Linked DNA regions of Ovis aries: region 1 is linked to region 2. A link is a contact called in public Hi-C data. All regions are on one chromosome and are shown on one strand. The core of a region is the stretch at or near the end of the contact, and the rest is flanking DNA. Distances in the headings are between cores, read along the strand shown. Region 1 holds the start of RHOC (ras homolog family member C). Region 2 holds the start of CTTNBP2NL (CTTNBP2 N-terminal like).

Region 1 (5,394 bases), core at 2,451-4,950, 260 kb after region 2:
ACCATTTCCCCATTTTACATTTGGGGGAACTTAAGCCCAGAGGCAAAGGAATTGGCCCGATTACCGAGCCAGTGTGTTAAAAAAACCAGGAGGCTATCCGGATTTTCTAAAACTGCAACTTTACTTCCTAACTTTCACTGGTTCCAGCAGGGAGAGTAAAACCAGGACATGGGTAGGTGGTAAGGACAGACATTCTAGGTCCCTAAGTGATGGCGGCTGGTGGGGTTCCAAGGTGAGACGGGAAGGGGGCTGTTAGCCTTTACCTGCTTGCCATCCACCTCTATGTCTGCGATGTAGTTCTCAAAGACAGTAGGGACGTAGACCTCTGGGAACTGGTCCTTGCTGAAGACGATGAGAAGGCAGGTCTTCCCACAGGCCCCATCCCCCACGATCACCAGCTTCTTTCGGATGGCAGCCATGGTCAGGGCTGGCAGGGAAGAGGCAGCAGGGATGTTGGGAAAAGCCAGTGAATCCAAAAACACTTCTCTGGGGCCCCCAAGACCTCTCTGGAAACCGAGGCATCCGACAAAAGGAGGGGAGAGAGGGAGGAAAGGAGCTTGCTCAGGCATGTTCTTGCCAAGAACCAATTGTTCAGGCAACTGAGCTTGAAATTCCTAATCTCAAGGTCAGGGACAGGTCTCCCCCATAGGTTAGAATGCACAAGTAGAATACACAAGAAGAACCACCCACTTCGGAGCCAGGAAAGCATGAGTTCTAATCTAATCCACTCACCAACTGTGGGCCCCTGAACACCTTGAAGGGTGGGTGCTCAGGAACCAGGGGTATCTCCAGAAAAGCCAGTTTTTATCCATTCTACATATCAGAGTTTAAAGTCGGACTTATTTGTTACCAGGATTTCAATACTTTCAAAAGATTAATAATTACAAAGGTCCAATCTGGAACACATTGTCCCTCACTCAGCACAAATCATGCCTGCCCACTGCAAAACAAAGAGTTCGACTGATACGGGTGGGTAAGGAAAGACTATTTATCATAACCTAGACGCCAGGTAGGGCTTCCCAGGTGGTTCAGTGGTAAAGAATCTGCCTGCAATGCAGGAGACTCGGGTTTGATCCCTGGGTCAGGAAGATCCCCTGCAGAAGGAAGTGGCTACCTACTCCAGAGGTAGGAGTAGACAGAGGAGCCTGGCGGGCTATAGTCCATGGGGTCACAAAACAGTCCAATACATCCTTGCGACCAAACAGCAGGTGCTAGGTTCTACGTTGGACATTTTGACAAAAATCACTCCCTCTGTCCCCAGAAGCCTAGAAGGTAGTGAGCTTCCCTGTTTTGACAAACTAGGAAAGTGAGACTCATGGAAGCTAAGAGGAATTCGGAGTCATGGCAGAGAAGGCCCTCAGAGTAGGGCTGTGTGACTAGAGTCTGTTGCTTTTCTACATTATCACCCCAGAGGTGGGAAGGAGAGCAGAGCAAGGGGAACCCAGACGGAGGGCAGCAGCAGCGGCCAGCCAGCTTCCCTGGCCCACCCCATCCCAGTCCCCAGGGCCCCGCGTACACAAAGGAGGCTCAGTCCAGGCAGTGCCCACAGCCCACACTTGGGCAGGCTGCCTGCCTCCCCCTTCCTCCTGAGCCTGGCAGCAACACTGGGTCACTCAGCCCCAGGCAGGGGACAATGACCACACTGTAGGGAGCCACACATCTACGGCAGCAGAGCGACCGAGAATAATCCACTAGGGAATCACCTCCACCCACTCCCTGGGACGGCCCCTTCCTCCTCTCTGTCCAGCTCACCCTGAGGCCCTGCCCACCCCTCCCTGTGACTCAGGGCCAGGAGTCAGCTTCCCGGGGTTTCCATGTGTCCCCTGCCCCCAACACACACCGAAGGGCAGCTGCACAGTTCATCACACCTTGCCAGCTTCTTTTTGCCCCTGAAGCTGAGCCTCACTTCCTCCTTCCCTGGGGAGAGGAGCTGACCTCCAGCCGGCTGGAGTTCCCAGGCCCCCAGCCTGGGAGGAAGAGAGGGCGGGCTTCGGGCCTGAGATGAAGTTGAGGCTGTGGGGAGGAGCGGGAGCTGGAGCCGGCGCTGGGAGGAACTCCAAAAGGGAGACAAATGAAGGCCAATTCCAGCGCCAGCCACACAGGGAGTGGTTAAGAAAGAAGGGGACGGTAATCTGATCTCGGCCCCAAACCTGGCTTTTTCTCTCAGTCCCACATCCTGTCAAACTAGGCTGAGCTCCCTCACTCCCCACACACCACCACCACCACCTCACAGCCCAGCCCTGGTCTGCCTTTTTGGAAGCGAATATTACAGCCCAAGGCAAGTTCTCTTCAACAGTGGGATCCCGGGTGGCCTCCCTCCCCTCTACACACACAGGCACAACACTGGGATGAGGGGAAGCGGATGTGAATCAGATGGAATTTATAGGAGCTGAGCGCACAGCCACTCTCTAACACCACAACAGGGGCTTTCTGATATCCCAAAAGGCAAGCAAGAAGGCATTCACCCTGCCAGCTGATTTCCTCCACAAATGGAAACCATCCTTCAGAAAAGGGGGTCTCCTGAAAATTCTACCCAAGTGACCAACTCCCTCTCACATTCCCACAAGTCCATTGGTCCAACTGAGGGAAGACAGGCTGCAGTAGCCCCAACCTGGCACAGGCAGCGTTGATGGACAGATGGAGGGCATTCACCACCAGGGTGAATACCAGTTGCCTAGCTCTGAGTTTGCCACTGCCCTCTCCCACTCCAGCAGGGCAGTTTAGGTAGCACCAGATGGTGCAGGTCAGAGGCCAGAACTCCAGGGCAGGGGCATGCTGGAATGATCTGGAGCACACCCTCCCCTAGCTCATTTAACACTTTCCCTTCAAGCTCAGAGGGGTCCTAGACCCAGGCCAGGCCAAGACACCAGGCCCAAGGCCAAGACAGCAAGGACAACAGCTCCCTGTGAGAGGCAACCCCTGAGGAACTGCCCCACTGACTTCAAGAGGGGCAACCAAACCCCACAGGACGTGGTATGAGTCGAACTCCTGGGGCCTTCCCTGGGATGAAACAGCTCCTCAATCATCTCAAGCTTTCCAGCACACACGCACACACACAAACGGCTTGGATCCTTCCCAATTTCCCGTACCTCCACTCCAGGCCGGCTCCAGAAACCATCCTGGGCGAGGTCCAGACCCCGGAGCAGTGGCAGCCCCCGCGGTCACACCCCACCCTTATTCCTGCCACTTCACAGGCCCGGCGGGGGGGAATTCCCACCTCAAGCCGGACTCGGGCCCCAACTCACACCCCAGCCAAGGTCCACCGCGGGCCGCCAGACTTGGGAGCTGAGCATCTGCGCGGGAGCTCCCTCGCGGAGACCCAAGTTGCCCCCTCTCCTCCTCGCCCTGCCAAGCAGGTTCTGGGAAGCCGAGAGAAGGGAACGGACTTCGACTCGGACACCTAGAGGCGAGAGGCCCTGCGGGACAATTCCCGGCGCCCCCCACAGTAGCCCAGGAGGGCAGGGAGAGGCCCAGCCGTCCGGATCCCCGCGCCGCCCAGACGCCGCGTACGAGGGGAGGGAAGGGGCCCGCGCTCGGGCCAAAGCCCCTCCCCGGCCGGCGCCCCGAGCTCCAGCCAAGTTGGAGAAGAGGGAAAGTGCTCTGCCGGGGACCAATGCCCAGGACTCCGCCGCCCACAGCCCCAACCCGGGTACCTTCCGCTCCGCCGCTTCCAGCTGCGCTGCGGGTGCGGGAGGCAGAGTGACCCGCGGGGCCCCGCCGCCCCGCCCTCCTCCAGCGCCGCGGCGGGGAGGGGCGACTGGCCGGGAGGGGCGGGCCGGGCGGCTCTCGGCTCCGCCCGCCCCCGGCCCCCGCCCGCGGCCCCAGGCGGTAGCCCGGCGCTGGCCCGCGGGGTCCGGGAGATGCCTGGACTGCGGAGGAGCGGGCGGCGGGGCTAGGCGCGGCGAACTGGACCCGGGAGGACTCTGCCTCAGCGCCACCTTCCAGCTCTTACGGGCGGACCGGCGTCGGGAAAGTTGAGAGGCGCCCGGGGTGGGGTCAGGAAAGGGCCGCTGCTGCCCTCCCGTGGCTGAGCGGCCACCCGCGCCTACACCACCTGGGTGGTGTCCCGTGGGAGGCGGGACTGGGAAAAGCGGCTTCGGGGACGCCGGAGGAAGGGGCTGCGGGAAATCCCCACCCTCTTAGAATCTTTGCGCAGTAAGTACAGCCCAGCATCATCCCCCAGCCTCGGAGACCTTTCAGAACCTTTGAGATTCAGGGGCACTTGGTTCCACCTTGCAATTACCTTCCATCTCCCTACCCGGAATTTCCAACTCCTACCCATCCTTCAAAGGGCATTCTTGGAAATCTTTCTGGATTCCCCAGCTAAGAATTCAGTTCCCACCTGCACTGTCTTATTTCTGTGCTTCTAGGGACACCTCCCAGGTGCTCTAGAGGCCTCGCAGGTGGCTCAAGTGATAAAGAATTCGCCTGCCAATGCAGGAGACACAGGCAGGAGAGGCCGGTTCAATCCCTAGGTCAGGAAGATCCCCTGAAGGAGGAAATGGTAACCCACTGTAGTATTCTTGCTTGGGGAAATCCCATGGACAGAGGAGTCTGGTGGGCTACAGTCCATGGGGTTACAAAGAGCCAGACAGGACAGAGCACAGTTCACACGTAGCACAGGGACACCTAGCTTGCTTTGACTTGTGTGTTGAGTATTTACCAAAACGTGTATCTTTTTCCCTGAAAGGTACATGAGGAAGTGAATGGAGGATGAGGAGTCTACTTACATTTTATTAGCTTGTGCAGGGCACACTACATAGCTTCTAATAGTCATCACAGATTTTTGGGTTAAGTATACACATCCCCTTTTACCTGTAAGGAAACTGAGGCTCAAGAAGTCAGTGACTTGTCCAAATTTTGCCATATGTACATGGCAGAGCAAAATCTCAGAGAGTCAGGCCTGTCTGGCTCCAAAGCTGGTCTCTCTCCCTGCTGCCCACTGTGATCCTTCACTCTGTCCCTTCTCACTTTCTGGCACAATGTGTGGCACGTAATAGGTTTTCAACAAATATTTGCTGAATGAATGAATGTTACAAGTCATACAGACTTTAAAGATCTGACAAGCAACCCACACATCTGCTAAATGAGGAAACTGAGGTCCACAGCAGTTTGGTCCCAATCCTCTTAAGTGGCTCAATAGACCTAGCTATGTACTCAGTTCAGATCAGTTTCTATCTTCAAAGAACTTGTGATCTAAATCCAGAATACAGACAAATTAAAGATAAGTAATAGTTATTGAACCCTTATTACACAGACCGGGCTATGCATACATGAACTACTTTAGTCCTATAACCACCTTGTGAGGTAGTACTGTAATGCCCATTTTTCCAAAAAGCAAGTTGAGGCTCAGAGAGATTGCACACTTCTTAGTTGGATTTTTGGCACCAGGAC
Region 2 (4,915 bases), core at 113-2,612:
ACACAGGGAATGATGTCTTTCTGAAGTTCTGAATTTCCTATTTGTTACTTCAGAAGCATCTGAGCTGCTGTGAAGCCCTTCAGTACAGTCCTCTTGTCCTTCAAATATACATACAGAGGACATTCTCAAGCCAGCAGTCAATAGAGGGAGACATGGAGCCCATTTCTGTTTCTAATGCTAGTTGGAGGTCATCCAGACTCACTCTCTGAACCAGCCCTCCTCCTGAAAGCCAAGTGTATAGAGAGCAGAATATAGCACAGAGTTGGAATCCACATCCTTGTTGGAAGGTCTTTGTTTTCCATTTACTAGTTCTATGGCTTTACTTGATTTCTCTGAATTTCTCTCTTCTCTGTAAAATAGGCACCAATGGTCTATCTTACAGGTTAGGAAAGATATTACATTTGTGTGCGTATGTGTGCATGCCTGCGCAGCTGTGTTCGACTCTTTGAGACCCTATGGACTGTAGCCCACCAGGCTTCTCTGTCCATGAAATTCTCCAGGCAAGAATACTGGCGTGGGTAGCTGTTCCTTTTTGCAGGGGATCTTCCCAACCCAGGGATCAAATTCATGTCTCCTGTGTGAAGATTAAATATCATTATATGAAAATAACTTGCAGGAATGGCAACCTAGACAGCATATTAAAAAGCAGAGACATTACTTTGCCAACAAAAGTCCATCTAGTCAAAGCTATGGTCTTTTCCAGTAGTCATGTATGGATGTGAGAGTTGGACTATAAAGAAACCTGAGCACCAAAGAATTGATGCTTTTGAACTGTGGTGTTGGAGAAGACTCTTGAGAGTCCCTTGGACTGCAAGAAGATCCAACCAGTCCATCCTAAAGGAGATCAGTCCTGAATATTCATTGGAAGGACTGATGCTGAAGCTGAAACTCCAATACTTTGTCTACCTGATGTGAACTACTGACTCATTTGAAAAGACCCTGATGCTGGGAAAGAGTGAAGGCAGGAGAAGGGGACGACAGAAGATGAGATGGTTGGATGTCATCACCAACTCGATGGACATCTGTTTGAGAAGCTCCAGGAGTTGGTGATGGACAGGGATTCCTGGCATGGGGTCGGACACAACTGAGCGACTGAACTGAATGGCATTAATAGGGCTTCCCAGGTGGCTCAGTGGTAAAGAATCCACCTGCCAGTGCAAGAGACAAGGGTTTGATCTTTGAGTGGGGAAGATCCCCTGGAGGAGGAAATGGCAACACAATCCAGCATTCTTGCCAGGAAAATCCCATGGACAAAGGAGCCTGGTGGACTACAATCCATGCAGTTACAAAAGCGTCAGACCTGACTGAGCACTTATGCAACAAAATGGCATTAATACTGGTTTACTTCCTTCGAACTTCCCTATGTTTGCCGACTGACTACATCCCTCCACCTGACTGCAAACTGCGTGTGGACAGAGCTGGATCTGTCTTGAGACAGTCTGCCTAGGTGAGTAGGAGGCCTCACTACTGCTTTGCTTAATAATAATTGTTAATATTAGAAATAATACATTGAAATTAATTCATATTACTTGTGCATTATAAATAATTGTAAGCATGTATTATATTTAAAGCAATGTGATTATTATTCGTTTAACCAGTTGAACTGGAATCCGTGAAAGGGATAAAGAAATCCAGAAACTTTGACCTCAGGAAGGGATGCACCCTCGCCCTTCTCTGGGTTATTTGGTGCTGGAGGGCTTAGTGCGGGGCTTCCCAGGTGGCTCAGCGGTAAAGAATCCACCTGCAATGCAGGAGATGCGGGTTCGATCTCTGGATCAGAAAGATGCCCTGGAGGAGGAAATGGCAACCCACTCCAGTATTCTTGCCTGGAAAAGTCGATGGACAGAAAAGCCTGGCGGACCCATTGCGTCACAAAAGAGTCGGAGGTGACTTAGCGACTAAACAAGGGCTTGCTGCCACCAGATCTGCATTCCTGTGTTCACGAGGGACAGACATTCCTTGCATCCTCTACTGTCCTTTGTCCCAGCAGGGCTGCGGCAGCCTACAGTACAATGGGGCCAAAGACACAAAAATTCTCATTTGGAAAACAGCGTAGAAAACACTGACACACAGAAATTTTATTCATTCGATTTCTACCTGGAAAGGAAGTCGGGTTGGAAAGCTACCCGGCGTCTCCACTCCAGGGGTTCCAGGGGCTCCAGAAGCTACTATTCTCTTCCAAATATAATGTGAAAAGAGGGGTCTCTGGGTTTTTCATCTTTGCTCCCTTCTCTAGCACACGCTTTGTCCCCCTCTCCCCCGCCCCCCGCCAAAAAAAAAAAAAAAAGTGTGTCGGGGGGTAGAACAGGCAAGCCACGTTACCAGGTTTTCAACAGCAGGTTTTCTAAACACCAGAGCGCACTTCATTTATTAACATTTTGGATGAAACGTTAATGTGCCCAGTCAGTCAGGACACCCGAAACCCATTCCTGAGCTTCCCGTACAACGAGGGTACACACGAAGCACTCGCCACCATCTGGTCCCGAAAGCCCATAGAAGGTGGAAAGTTGCAGAATCCGGGCCCGGAGGGGCGCAAGCCCACCCCGAGCCGGGGCAGGAGGACTGAGCTTCCTCCCGGAAGTGACGCGAGCTCAATCCCAGCTTGGCTCTCCCCAAACAAAAGGGATCTTGGGGCCCCGGGAGGAGCCTAAATGACATTGGAGAAGCCCCTCCTCCAGCCGGCGCGGATTGGTTTCGGGGTTGGAGAGGCGAGGAGGCCATTGGCTCTGCCGAATGCCAGTGCCCCCGCCTGGCTGTTGAGGGGCGGGGCCTCGAGGGGCTGTGGATGGAGAGGGTGGCGGAGGCGGCAGGGAGAGGAACCTTGAGCGCCGGGAAAAGGTAGGAGCCGTTGGCGCCGGGGCTTGGCGGCGGCTGGGAGGCCAGGTTCTCGAAAGAAAAACAGGGGTAGAACCGCCGGTGTCCTCCCGCCACCGTACCAGCTGCCACTCGCGCCCATCCCCTGAGGGGGCGGGGCCGTCTCCTCTACCTCCCGGTATTCCCTGAGGAGGCGGCTCCTCATCCTTCGAGGGTGCTTGCAGCTACTTACTGTCCCCCATCAATCCCAGCTTCCCAGAAGGGGCTGGTTTCCTGATACCCCTCATTTAAAAGGTCCCTCACCTAGCCCCTCAACCTTGGGAGAAGGCGTACAGGTTCCCATTCTTTAGACTGCCGCCCCCGCCCCCATTTTGTACCCCTAGGAGGCCAGACATCTCTTCCAACACCTGTCCTTGCTCGCAAGGGAGGGACCAGAGGTAATTTTATCCATAAGATAAAAATCAGTGTTTTCAAAAAGAAGAGAGATGGGACGATGCAAAAATCAAAAGACCCGACCTAGACAGCCAGCTCCACGGACGAATCGGCCTTCCCCAACTTGGGTTCCTCCCATCCCCCATTCTGTATTCCTGAGCCTTCCCCCTGAATCCTCTATTCTCCTATGGAGCTGGGGCGGGGGCGGGGGGCGGTATCGAGAGTTCCTCTGCTTCGAGACTTTTTGACTCTGGAGGAGGAGAAATAGTAACCTTCCCGACCCCGCTTTGTACCTTTACTCTATTACTTGAAAGAGAACCTAACCTCTGAGGATTGTTTTTTTTTAGGTTTGAGTTGCGTTTCGTTTTTGCTTTCTATCCTATTTCTTCCTGAAAATTTGATGAAAAATCGCCTTTTAGTATTTCACAGTGAATTGAGCGTGTTGTATATCTACAGAGTTGTCGTTGTGGGTAGGAATGCAGTGTATATTGTTGGACTGTCCGTAACAGCATGCTTTCAAGTGAAGCAGTACAGATAACTAAATAAAGAGCTTTAGATTAGGAATGAGTGACTTCCAGTCTAGGTGGGCTGGTCTGTTGCTCAGGGAGACTGCAGTTAACCTTGAAGGTGTAGTTCTTTTGAAACAAAAGGGAGGAAGTGTTTGAAGAAAATTCAGGTTCAGTGGTCTAGGTTTATGATTAATCTGGTCAGGTAGCCTTTGGTTACTCTCTAGCCCCTATTTTATGGTGGGCTTTTTCCTCTAGGAGAAACTGATGTGTAATATATATATATGATGTTGACTGGCTTTACAAGACCAGTATCATCTACCAAAATTCAGGGGATAAAAATTAAAAGCACATTTTAAATTTCAGAGATAAGGATTAATAAAAGCAAGGTAAACTCTAGCTATTCAGACACATGTGACTACCAAAGAGAGTCTCTATAGGGTGCTCATAAAGACCTTCATTTCAGCAGGTGCAAAATATTGATAATTTTGGCCTAATGTAAATGCCATTGACTCCCCATTAACCATCTGTTGCTAGTGCTTTCATACATTAAAATCCGCCATATTTTTTAGCGTTGTTTCTTTTGCTTTCAATCCAAAGTCTGTCTTACTACTGTTTTCTGAAGTCAAACATAGTAACAATGGGATTGGAGGAGTTGGAATCATGAGGGGCAATCATAAGGGCTGTCTTTTACTTTCCTGATAAGCGTCTCTGAAGGTAGACGTCATGAAGGTAATTAATTTTGAATAGTTAGGTTGGACGTTTTCGGAGCCAGTCTCCCTCTGCATAGATCCACTCGGTGACTGTTTCCAGATCTCCAATAAAAAGGCCCCGAGAAGAAACTGCGGAGGGTCTCTCCAGCACACACCAAGCATACTGCAATGGGCTGGTAAGGGCCCCCCAGCAATAGCAGCAGAGAAAAACTAAAAGCAGAGCAGGAAATCCCCAAAAGATATATCTTCCTTTATGAACAGAGAAAAGAAAATAAACCAATGTAAAGAGACTAAGGAAAACAAAGTTGTGGTGATTGCCAGGGCCTTTATGAGCAGAAAGGAAAAAGCAAATAATGCTCTTTGATTCCTTGGCATAACAAGCAAGATTTATTCGATACACATTTGAATCGCAGAAATCTTTAACTTTTTCGACACCTGTTTAGTAGTGTT

The links. Hi-C and Micro-C count contacts between places; a contact is called where the count stands out from the background.
Region 1: a Hi-C map of hypothalamus shows a contact between it and region 2, with 6 times the contacts expected there. The contact joins the promoter of RHOC here to the promoter of CTTNBP2NL in region 2. A contact is called at or near these places in 8 of 16 Hi-C or Micro-C datasets (blood, hypothalamus, liver and 3 more).

The regions. Positions count from the first base shown.
Region 1 is chr1:90,099,359-90,104,752 of ARS-UI_Ramb_v3.0, forward strand. RHOC (ras homolog family member C) reads right to left here and starts at 3,701. Exons shown (of 5, transcript XM_060412792.1): 1 at 3,090-3,701; 2 at 264-506. The coding sequence starts at 419. PPM1J (protein phosphatase, Mg2+/Mn2+ dependent 1J) reads right to left here. Exons shown (of 11, transcript XM_042252585.2): 10 at 3,654-5,394; 11 at 1-427.
Region 2 is chr1:89,841,139-89,846,053 of ARS-UI_Ramb_v3.0, forward strand. It overlaps CTTNBP2NL (CTTNBP2 N-terminal like), which reads left to right and starts at 1,363. Exons shown (of 5, transcript XM_042252468.2): 1 at 1,363-1,447.